2 separate regions of the Mus musculus genome follow, and region 1 is linked to region 2. The links are chromatin contacts, called in public promoter capture Hi-C maps. All regions are on one chromosome and are shown on one strand. The core of a region is the stretch at or near the end of the contact, and the rest is flanking DNA. Distances in the headings are between cores, read along the strand shown.

Region 1 (5,240 bases), core at 25-2,524, 360 kb after region 2:
TCTTGGTCCTCCAGCTTTAGCCATTTATTTACACTCACCTCCCGTGTCTCCACCATTACTTTCCATGTTCCAGGTTGCACTGTGACCCTGTGTAATGTGGTAGCGCTTCTTAGTGGGGAAGAACAAGGGGTCAGTCAGCTCTGGAGACTGAGAATCAGTTTTGCTCTATACTAGCTCTGTGATGTGTGCTCATTTGGTAAAGTGTACTCAGCTTCTCCATGTGGGAAGAAGGAGAGTCATTGTTCCACAGGATCCCTGTGAAAACTATTTGAAAAATAAACATAATTAAGCAACTATGCTACTAACATCACAGTGAGCGCCGTGATAGGAAACATGATACTCGTTTGTATTAATATTATGATTACTCGTGTTTTTACTAATATTATTGCTGTGGATTAACTTCTAGGCCATACAGATCCAGAGACCTGTCAATTTAGTAGGAAATAGTCATCAGTGAAGGTGCCAGGCTTCAGTGCCAGACTCTGCCTAGCAATGGGATTCAGGATGGTCACTGCCACAAGGGCAACTGAGCTGAGAAGAGGCCTGTGCATCAGGCTGATCAAGGATTCCATTGCAAGAGGGATTTGCAGACTTAGACCCAAATGTGACGTTGTTAGAAGATTAGAAAGGACATCAAGGACCAAATCTCCGTCCTTCCCAGGCATAGAAGTAGAAGGGAGAGAGCCTGCTATGCTTGGGTGCTTAGCCTTTTTCCTATCAACTTAAGTGTGTATTATTGGAAGATCGTGGTGGTGTGTGTTTGGAACAATGGTGAAAGGTGATGGGAGTGAACTCTCTCTTTGGCCCACTGGCTGTTCATTTGGTCCAAATTTTAAATACAAATCCTGCTGGTTATGCTCACTATGATGCTCAAGCATCCTTGATATCTGATCAAAACTCTCATGCACCAACTTCACTAGCTTACCTTCCTGCCCTGTTGTGCACAGCTATCACATCAAATCTGTTTAGCCACGGCTCCCCTTCCCCCTGATGCTTCTACTTAGTAACTTTCCCTACTCTGCTCCTTGCCTACCACTCTCCATTGTCCTAGATGCATCCAGATAACAAGCTCTTCTCCATGCCATGGCGGCTCCTTCCTACATAGCCTGTAATGCCCCACCCTGAAAAACAACTTTCATAATGACTTCAGCATCTACATACAATCTTTTCTCTTTAATGTCAGTCAAAAAATTGTGAATACGAGCTGGAAGGGCTAGGGCTGGATCTCAGACAGAGGGGGGACAGAGAGGGAGCTATGGGGCCAGAAATGTGAGACTCAAGACTTGGCAGGACTTAGTGACAGATTGGTTGAAGGAAGAACGGGTGAGGGAAAGATTGGAAGTGATTGATTCTTGATTTTTAGCCTGTGAAGCCAGACAGATGGTGGTTATATAAGCGAAGTTTGAAAATGGAGATAAGGGGAATTTTCTGGATCCCTGGAATACATGTGGAAATACCTGAGAAGTGGCTGAGAGGAATGTGTGGGTGCATTGCTCAAAGGAAAAGTCCTCAGTTGGGGCTAAAGGATGGGGGAGCTTTATCAACCTGTGTAGCTAACAGAAGTGATAGCAGTTGAGAACACCAGGCAAAGAGGCCACAATTAAAAACCATGAAGAATATAAATAATTGAATCTGCAGATCCCTCTCCCCGTTGTCTGTGTAAACTCTTCCTTCACTGACCAGAGTTGTAGCTTCCTTGTTTCATTCTTTGCACGGAGTAGGAGTAAGGTTGCCCATCCTGGCTCAAAGAATCTATAAATGTGCTGCCCAGAGGATGTAGCTCAATGCTAGAGCACTTGTCCAGTATGTGCAAAGCCCTAGGTTTGATTCCCTAATATCACCATGGAAATAAATAAGTAAGTAAATAAAATGGTTCTTAAAAGGAAGTCATCTGTAACTCTCCCAAGGACCCTAGCAGAATCAATTTTATTGCAGTATCGTGAATTAACAGACCTTTGGCTTAGGGCTCCCAAAGTATTCCTGATAAGATTCCAGCCCTTTGGCTCTGATATGCACAGGGACGGGATTCTTGCTTTTGTGTCCAGCATATTATGGACGGGAATGAAAGACATCTGTCACCTGCAGAGGTTCAAGCCTGCTCAATTAGGACAAAGTCAGTAGGATGGAATGGCATAATATAATGCACTTAAATGCTTATTGCCCTTCCTGGCCACAGGCAAGCTTATTTTATGTGAAGAGGGTCTTTGAGCTTTATACACAAGGCATAGACACACAGGTCGTGAGCACTGTGAGATTTACGTATGAACTGTAATTTCCTGGGATGGGAGGAATTGCTATGCATAGGCTTGACTTTACACCCATGGTCACCAACAATTCAGTGTCCTATAAAGAAGAGCACCTAGGTTGAGTTTACCAGAAAATGGGCTCTGGAGAAGAGAAGGCATCCAAGGATATTGTAGTTTGCATGTTTGTGAGGCAGACCGGAGCAACTGTGTAGAATAGAAACCTCCCAAGAAGGGCGGAACATCCAGAGACCTGTGACCACTTGTTTTGGTTTCATACCAAGATTTACCTTTCCCTGATAAACTACCAGAAGAGGAGGAGGTGAATCTTCTGGTCATTCTAGTCTGTCTATTTACTTGAGCATCTTTAACATCTATAGCTGTGTTTGGTGTACGGTGAGGGGTGGACAGGTACTCATTGATTGAATATCCCCTCTAAAAGTTTGGGCGTAGTCCCTGACACAGAGCAGGGTGGGATCTGATGCTCAACTTTCCTTCTGCCTTCCAGAAAGACATGCTCTAAGGTCCGTGTTCTAAGTATGCATTCATTTCCTCTTTCCTCCTGTGCACACTGAGGGTCCCTACTTCTCTCAGAGGATCTCAAGAAAACGGATTTTCTGTGTTTTTATTTTTTTCTGCTTCTAATCACATCCTCCACCTTCTGTTCCATCCTTCAGCACTCTGCATTCTGCTTGACAATAGCACCTTACAATCTTTATTTTGATAGACCAACTGCTACTCTCTTTCAGCTATTAGATGCTCTAAGATCTAGGGATGTTAGATCAAAGTGGTTCTACAGCTGTGTCCGTGAAAGGTCTTCCAGCCAGTCTTCAGGAGAAGATAATGACATGAGCACCACGTTATCATTCCAGAATTGTCGATACAACCATGGGTTGTCTAGGTTGGAGTATGAAAATCTGTGGTAAGAACAGTCTTGTTTAAGAGACCTGGCTTTAGCACTGCCACTAATCACATCCTGTGACATGGGTAAATTAAAGTTCTGTAGCTCTCTGAGCCTCAAGTTCACTTCTGCAAAATGAGAATAATTAGAATGACAATCTCTTGCATATTCTGTTTTAAAGACTTATTGAAGGAATCAAATGCATAATAAGCTTAGAAATTTGCAAGGTTTCCTATGATATGAGGACTCTTTCTTTTTTCACTACTACAAGTGGTCGATAATAAAGCGAGTGCCACAAAGATGCCTGAAGATGGAGTAATAGTACTCACCGTCTATTCATTTAAACTCTAAGTTAATATTTTCTAAGACAGATTAGGTATACTTAAACTGTGCTCCATAAACTTTTAATCAGACATGCCAAATGTCTTACGGTCCAGTTTGGCAGGAGTAACTCGTTGCCTTAGTCATTACTTCCATAAACAACACATTGAGGGCTTAAATCACCACCACGGAGAGAAAGGCTATTTGCCAAGCATCCTTTGGTCCATGAGCCTCACCAATTGACAGTTATCTGAATGAGTATAAGGAGAGGCAGTTGGATCCAAGACATCTGAACTGACTCCTGCCAAGTGGCAGGAACAATTTTAGTGCTGCTGAGAACCTGACTGCAGTTGCCGCCTCCTCCGCCTTCTTCCTTCCTCCTGTCCTTGAGCTCACAGATGCCGCCTGCCTTCTGCTCTCTCCTTTACCAGCTTCTTGCATTTCCATGTTTCTTTGCACCCGCTTTTCTAGCTGCAGATTCTCATTTCTGAGTTTTCCTCTGTCTCTCTCCACCCCCATACGCATGGTCGCATGGTCGTAGACTGGCTTCCTGGTGGGCCTGTGGTTTCCTTCCCTCACCCCAGTAAAGGTGGCCAGACAAGCTTTTGCTGCAGCAGGGACAACTCATCCTCCTGCCCAATCATGTCCACTGTGCCAGCATCTTGACTTTGCTTCTCCTGCTTCACCTGGATCATCCACCCCGACATAGTTGTCCTGCCCAGTCAGGTCCCCCCCCCCCCCAAGCCCAAGAGTGAACAGAGTGGCCCCAACCTTCTCTCTGCCAGAATGTTATCACCATTCCAGACAGACTCTAAAATCCTCAGCCCTAGTTTGAAGCTAGTCTGTCATTTGGCTTCTTAGTGTTTCAAACTGATTCATCACCAGTGACACTTTGATATCATGTTCAGTGAATGAACGAAAGAATCAGGAATAAAGGAATAGCTGTTCTTCACATGATACAGGGTGCTGCACTAGAAATGGATGGATTTGAGCTTAGGGCTGTATTGAGGCTTCAGCTGTTTATTCACTGGGTTTGAGAAACTCACCATTCTGTCTACTCTTCTCAGTAGCTAAAGGTAACTCTTACACCCAGGCCTGTGATGGTGTCTGGGGTTCCTAAGTAAATGGTTTACCATGGACCATCCTAACCTCACACCCCTGGGAATCAAGGAAATAATACTTTAAATCTTATGGTGAACAAACTGCAAAATTATAAGGAAAGACACTACCTGTCCTGTTCCTCCCACTCTCATTTTCTTTCTCATTTTTTTTCTCCTAGAAATGTATTTTAAGATTTTGGGTTACTTGAGTTTTTGGTGAATATGGATCATAAATAATTTTATAAACATTTTCCTTTAACACATACTGACTAAGAAGCACTGCTCTCAAGTTCAAGGTGGTCCAGAGCTCTGTGGTTTTCTAGAATTGATCACTTGTTCCTGAGTGGCCATGTACTGTGGGAGACTTGGGCTAGATAATACTACTAAGTCTGGGGCCACTGTATACTGTGAACACAGTGCCCTGGGGCCACTGTATACTATGAACATGGTTCCCTGGGGCCACTGTATACTATGAACACAGTGCCCTCTGGTGTTGGGATTACAGAGCCCTATTTGGGTCCTTTAGCAGGTGCTTTTGAATATCCTTCACAACTCACTCACCCCTTACCTTTTTAGGTTTTTATCTTTTTATTATGTTCCTCACTTACTACTGTACTCATATGGACAATGTATGCTATCTATCTATGTAGCCATTTCTTTCCTAAGTACCCACGG
Region 2 (5,870 bases), core at 121-2,620:
ACCAGAGAGAGATGCAGTGCGTTCTAGAGCTGCTCCTGATTGACTGCTGACTTCTGCCCAGCGTCTAGCTGTACTCTCCCTAGAGGGGGTCCTGACCACTCTTAAGAGAGAAGACATATTCTCCACTGCTCTTCCTTTGGAACATGGCCTGAAAGAACACAAGCGAGTGCCAGCTGTCTACGAGGTGACCAGTGCTTCCTGGACTAAGTGGGGAATCATAAACTTGCTGTCTGTATATAGGACACTCCATACATCTTTCTGGAGCATCAGGTTGCTTCCTATTCTTAGCCTTTCTGTTTTCATTGTGAAGTCGGATGTAAAATGATCATGTAGGTCTTACCAGTTAGGGTTCTGTGTGGCTCCCATTCATGGGTCTTCTCCATCTCCTTGTCCTTTTGTTTTCAGCTAGACTGACCTTGCTAACAAAAGGCTCAAGTTCTTTCTCCTTCCCTCTTCTTCCTTGAAGGTTCTTCAGAAGGACACACATCAAGGGTGGCTCAGAACTTGCCTGAACAGGCAATGACAGAAGCCAGTTGAGACTAAGTGATGGGGATACAAAGAACTCAGGATGCTGTGACTGGACACAGTTATGCCAAACTGGAGGTGGCAGGATATTGGCACTGTGACCTTATTTGACTGAGTTCTGCTCATTAAGCTCCTGCTTATCAAATTGTACCAGAAGAAGGGTGAGTACACCATATCACCAACAACAATAGTAATTTGTTTAGCATCAGTGAATATATGAGCCTAGTACAAGTTTGCTACTGGCACACAGACTGTTCCTACACAATGTTGTTCTTCTCATGAGCCCAGAAATAGAAACGATGTGGTGCAGGTGAAGAAGTGGAGGCTCAGAAACATCAGGCCGCACACCCAAACTCCCAGAGCTGGCAGGGCAGTCTCATTTATTTTTAACAGACTTCCCGTAAGCACCTCTACTCCTTTTCTGGCTATAGAGGTGTTCTCTGGGGTGTCACATTCGAGGACATCTAGATAGGCACCTGCAATTCATCCCTTCTAGACCCCTGACTGTGAGCAGAGGAGGGCCCAAAGAGGGCCAGGGACTTGCTCAGGTGGCAGGTTGCCAGAGGAGGCTTGGAACACAGAGAAGAGAGGGAGAGGGCTTTCTCTAGTGGATGTTTTGCTGTTGGACAGAAAGGTGGTGAGCCCTGAGGAAGGCACAACTCAGCCCGGAAGCTCTGCGACAGAACTGGGAAAGGGGGGCTGTTACCTCCGCCTCCGCGCCCTGGGTCCCTGCTGCAGCTCTGGCTTGTGTCAGCGCGGTGGTCCTCATCCAGCTCCCCATCTCTGCCCCCGGCCTAACCCCGCCCCCCGGGCTCTCATTGGCCTGCACCCCACCCCCCGCCTGCGAGGTCTGCCGGGGAGGCGGTGGTCTATCGCCTCCCTCGGCCCCGGGCCTGGCTGCGCAGCAGAGGCGGCGCCTCTCCCGCAGGACAGAGCCGGTCGAGTGGCACAGGGTGGGCTAAAGGAGACGAGGGACGCCTCGCTCCGATTCCCGACTGCGACTGGCTGCGACTTTGGAGCAGCGCGGTCCCTTGTGCAGTACGCACACACCGCGGCGCAGGGACACACAGACTTGGCTGCTCGCGGCCACACGCACCGAGAGACCAGGCTCGGCGCGCGCTCCGCGGCGCACACGCTCCAGCCAGTGCGGCTCTGGGCGCGGATTCGCGGGTTGCGCGTCCTCCTGCACCTTCAGCCCCTGCGCCCAGCAGTCCCGACCAGCCCCGAGGCCATCAGGTAAGGACCACTCCTGGCCTGTCCTTCTGCTCCGCACTCGCCCAGCGCCAGACCCTTTTCCAGCGGGGCCCTTGGACCCCTCCTTCAGCCCAGAGGTCTCCAGGAGCCGCGTGCTCTGCCAAACCCAAAGCCAGCGAGGGCCAACGCGGGGCACAGAGTCGGAGCCCATCCTCTCCCGCCGCCGCGGGCTGCCTACGCTTCTCTCTGCTCCATCCAAGTGTCGGACCGTGGCTTGGAGCACATTATTGTAGACCATTCAGTGAGTATCGGCCTAGCTGTCTCAGCCTTTTCTGGTGCCAGAAAGAGGCATTCAGGGGCACGAATGACACTACGGCCAGAGATCCCCCAGAGCTCGATCTCCCTGTCTCCAGGTCGGACCAAAGCGCCTACGTGGATTTGGAAAGAAATGCTGGAGGGTCTCTTGGGAACTCGGTTCTACAGTCTGCAGGGCGTTTGAGGGATGAGCTGCGGAGATAAGATAGGGATCAATTTAGTTTGTGCCCCCAATAGAGATAAGCTTTAGCATTGTTTTTAAAAGGATAGCCCTACGGCTATAGGACTATCCTAAGGATAGTCTTTCCCCGGGGCTCGGGGAGAGGTTGACCAAGAGACGCTTGGGGGTTGGTGGTCTAACAAGGAAACGCCCTGCAGGGCCTGTGGGGGAAAATCGCTGTGGGAGTGGGGTTGCTGTAGTGGGCCCCTCCGAGACCCCTGATGTTTGTTTTAAAGGCCCAGGCTCTGCAGTAGCTAGCTGACTACTGGGAGCAGGATCATATTGTCAGCAAGAGCAAGGGACCAGGCACCAGTTCGTGGAACTAGATCTTCAGGAGCAAACACGCAGGAAGGGGATGGCGATGGCATTTCCCTCGCTGCTAGGGAGTGGAGCTTCAGTTCTAGGAACCCAGAGCCTTCTGGACCACCTTGGCATGAGAGGGGGTCTGGCTAATTCCTCAGTCCATTTCAGGGCTGCTGTGACTACTTTTCTTTACTTCAGGCTGTATGTCCCATAATTCCCTCATGGCCTAAAGAGAGAGAAATAGGCATCTGTTTGGATTTTTTTTTCCCTGTGGCAGCTCAGGTGCATTCCTGTGAGGGTATGTAGGAATTTAGAGCCCATACAGAGGACGTGGAAGGCAGTCTGCCCCCAGACTGCAGTTGGACTGAGGCAGACCATTCGGAAGGTCAAGCTGCAGGCTGGAGGGTGGCTGTGGGTTTGGGACAAGGGTTACTTGTACTGTGATGAGGCCTTTTGGAGCCCAGGGATAGCAGGTAGCTCTTTGCTCAGAAGGCCTTGAGATGCATCTGATATGGTGGCAGGTAAGGCTGGAGGAGCCCCCATTCCCAAGTGCAGGCCTAGGACTCCTGCTCCTCATTGACCTTGGAAAGAACAGGCAAAGGCCCCAGTCTGGACACAAGCCAAACTCTGAACACACAAATTAAAGACAGGACATGCTGGAGCCGGCCTTGAGCCAGATCTTCTGACCAATCCATCAACAAGTGTGTGTGGTGTGACCAGGAGTCAGATGTGGTCCCTCCTACTTTCTGCCATCAGTAGTGGTTCATGGGTGGTGGTGCATCTGTGCTGAGATCCCCAAGGGTCTGTCTGTCTGTCTGTCTCTGTGTATCGAGGAAACATGTCTGTGGTGAGCCTGGAGGAGGACCTTTTCCTGTACTCCCAAGACTGAGCCAGGCTAAAGCTCGCATTCACATCCTGTTTTGTGTGTGTGTGTGTGTGTGTGTGTGTGTGTGTGTGTGTGTGTGTGTGTGTGTGTGTGTTTCAGGCTCGTGGGGGGCTGATTGGGGAAGCACTTTGGAGCTCTTGTTTTCTCACATGGTCACCTCTCTGTCATGCTCCTACTTCTGGACACTCCTTTCTTCCATTTGTATTGAATGGTGACATGGACTCAGTGGATATTTATAGATCAGCACCCAGGTGGGAGTCTAGAAAGGACAGTAGCTAGGGCCACAAGGCGGTTTTCTCACTGAGGAGGTGGTCTGGCAGGGATGCGTTCTGTTCATCGTTCAGGATTGTTGACCAAATGGCAGAACCCAGGGTGCCCAGTGCAGAGGTTTGCCTAGGATCAGGAGTGTCATGCTCACCTGAGAGTCACTGGCTTTGGAGCTGACCCTGAGGTGACTGAAGGGCCTGAGGATATGTGTGAGGAGAGCTGTGATGCCCCAGGCAGGAGAGGTGGGGGCTTTTTTACCCCCAGAAGGCAGAGAGGCCTCAGAAGCTTCCAGCCACCTCTGACTAAAAGGAGCTGGGCTTGTACGTCTGAATGGATTGGCCCTCACGCTCCAGCTGCCTGGGAACATGGAGGCAGGAAAACCCTTCGCTGTGATGTGTTTGTACTGAGCTCTGGATGCCGTCAGAAGCACACAATAATACCCACCCCCACACTGACACACAGAGGAGTGACACACAGCTGGGAAGGCATGTACGCGTCCCTTGATACCTGCCTGGGCGCCGGGATGAGAGAGGGAAGTAGGCAGCAACAGAAAGACATTCTCACGAAAGGTCTGGGAACATTTGGTCACAAAGCCAGCCTTAATGAAGGTTCAGGTGTGTGTGTGTGTGTGTGTGTGTGTGTGTGTGTGTGTGTGTGTATACACTGTGTTGCAGGAGCCTAGAACATGGGATGTGACTCCCCCCTCACCCTCCCGTGAATCTAGTTAGTATTTTAGACTCTGTGGGCATTGCACTTGACTATAATGACTTTGTCCTGCACAGAGGATATATGAACAGAAACTAAACTTGACTATGTTTTAACAAACATTGCAGACACCCAATATTTTGATTTCATGCAATTCATTATTCAGGCAATTCCTTTTTTAAAAAAAATTCCTGGCTACTTAAAAAATGCATTGATTAGAATCTGTACTTGACTTTCTGGCTGTTCAAAAATTAGGAACAAAGTGAATCTGAGCAGCCAGGAAGATTTGCTAGCCCCTGGGATGGAAGGTTAGAGGTGAGAGGGTCTAAAAGGTTGAAGAGAAAGGATGTCTGATCTGAGGGCTCAAGATGCCTGAGCACAAGCTGTTCCACTTGGTCTCCAAGAGGCATCTGTCTGTCAGTCCTGGGGGAAGTCTCCACTGTACTCAGGGGATGCCCCCACCCTTGCAGTGTAGCTGGAGCCAGCACACCTTAAATACCTCTGATGTTGTCTTAGCATGCTAATTCGTTCTTGAACCCCTTCTCCTGTTCCTCTTAAGAGGGAGAAGGCAACCCTAAATCTCACCTTGGGTCTCACAGTAAACTTGGCAAGACCTCAACAGCCTTGTTCAGGGCTGGGGGCCAGAGGGTAGAGCGAGTAAGTGCACTGGTGGGCTTCCAGGAGGTGGTGTTCCAAGGCTGGGGTGGTCTCTCTCCTCCCTGCTCTCCTTGAATTCTGAGTAGTACCTGGCTTCCTCAACCTTCTCTCTGGCAGATGGGCATGTAGCGTACTGGCTGAGAGTACTGGCAGCCACTATGCACCTTGGAATCTCCTCACTGAGAACCTATGGCTCGCAAGCTCACCCTCCCCTCTGCTTCTCTCTTGCCCTGCTGTCCTCCTGGGACCTTTCTTTCCTGACACATCTTCCAGGGATACTTCGTTGTCATGTTGTCTCAGACCTCAGAATTCTGCCCACTTTCCATCAACCTAGTCCTTATCCCAAATGGCTCTCCGGTGGCTCCGCTCAGTGGCCATGAAAATCTCTTCCCTTGGTGGGGGTGTAGCAATAGTTTCTCATTCAGTGCCATCCCCCTTTCCTGGCATAGCCCTTCAGTGTCCCTAGCTGTTAGACTGGCTCCAGACTCCCCTACCTCCTCCCTGCCTCCTGCTGTTTTGCTCTAGAGGTGGCTCTAGTGGAGGGCATGTGTGGAATCCAAGTCTGTATGGAGAAGGGAGGGATGGACCCCTGATGTGCTCTGTCCTCTTTAGGTGCTCCTTAGGGCGAAGGAATTCAGGGTGCAGGAAGGATGCAGAGAGACACCAGACTTCCACTGATTGTCTGGAGCAGCTGAGGGAGGAGTTGTGAGTGGCCTGCAGCAGAAGCCATGCCCCCGCTGAGAGTAGAAGGTGGCCTCTGCTGGGTTTGGTGCAGTGAGGGTGCTGAAGGGTCTGCAG

Evidence for each region. Promoter capture Hi-C pulls out the DNA fragments that hold promoters and counts their contacts.
Region 1: a contact with region 2 is called in a promoter capture Hi-C map of hippocampal neurons, with 5 times the contacts expected there. The contact joins the enhancer-like site here to the promoter of Adcyap1r1 in region 2. A contact is called at or near these places in 12 of 39 promoter capture datasets (the 3T3-L1 cell line, 3T3-L1-derived adipocytes, the SN4741 cell line and 8 more), 1 of 484 Hi-C or Micro-C datasets (embryonic stem cells) and 1 of 115 datasets of contacts at active chromatin or transcription factors (embryonic stem cells).

The regions. Positions count from the first base shown.
Region 1 is chr6:55,807,512-55,812,751 of GRCm38.p6, forward strand. It overlaps a transcript of Itprid1 not described here. Among named protein-coding and RNA genes, the nearest start is that of Gm38820, 5.2 kb to the left of the region's middle. Within about 2 kb of position 1,275, at least 4 of the 459 cell types and tissues checked have an H3K27ac peak or open chromatin away from gene starts, as enhancers often do. A contact at or near this core is called in hippocampal neurons, where this site is marked.
Region 2 is chr6:55,450,608-55,456,477 of GRCm38.p6, forward strand. Adcyap1r1 (adenylate cyclase activating polypeptide 1 receptor 1) reads left to right here and starts at 1,371. Exons shown (of 17, transcript NM_007407.4): 1 at 1,371-1,761.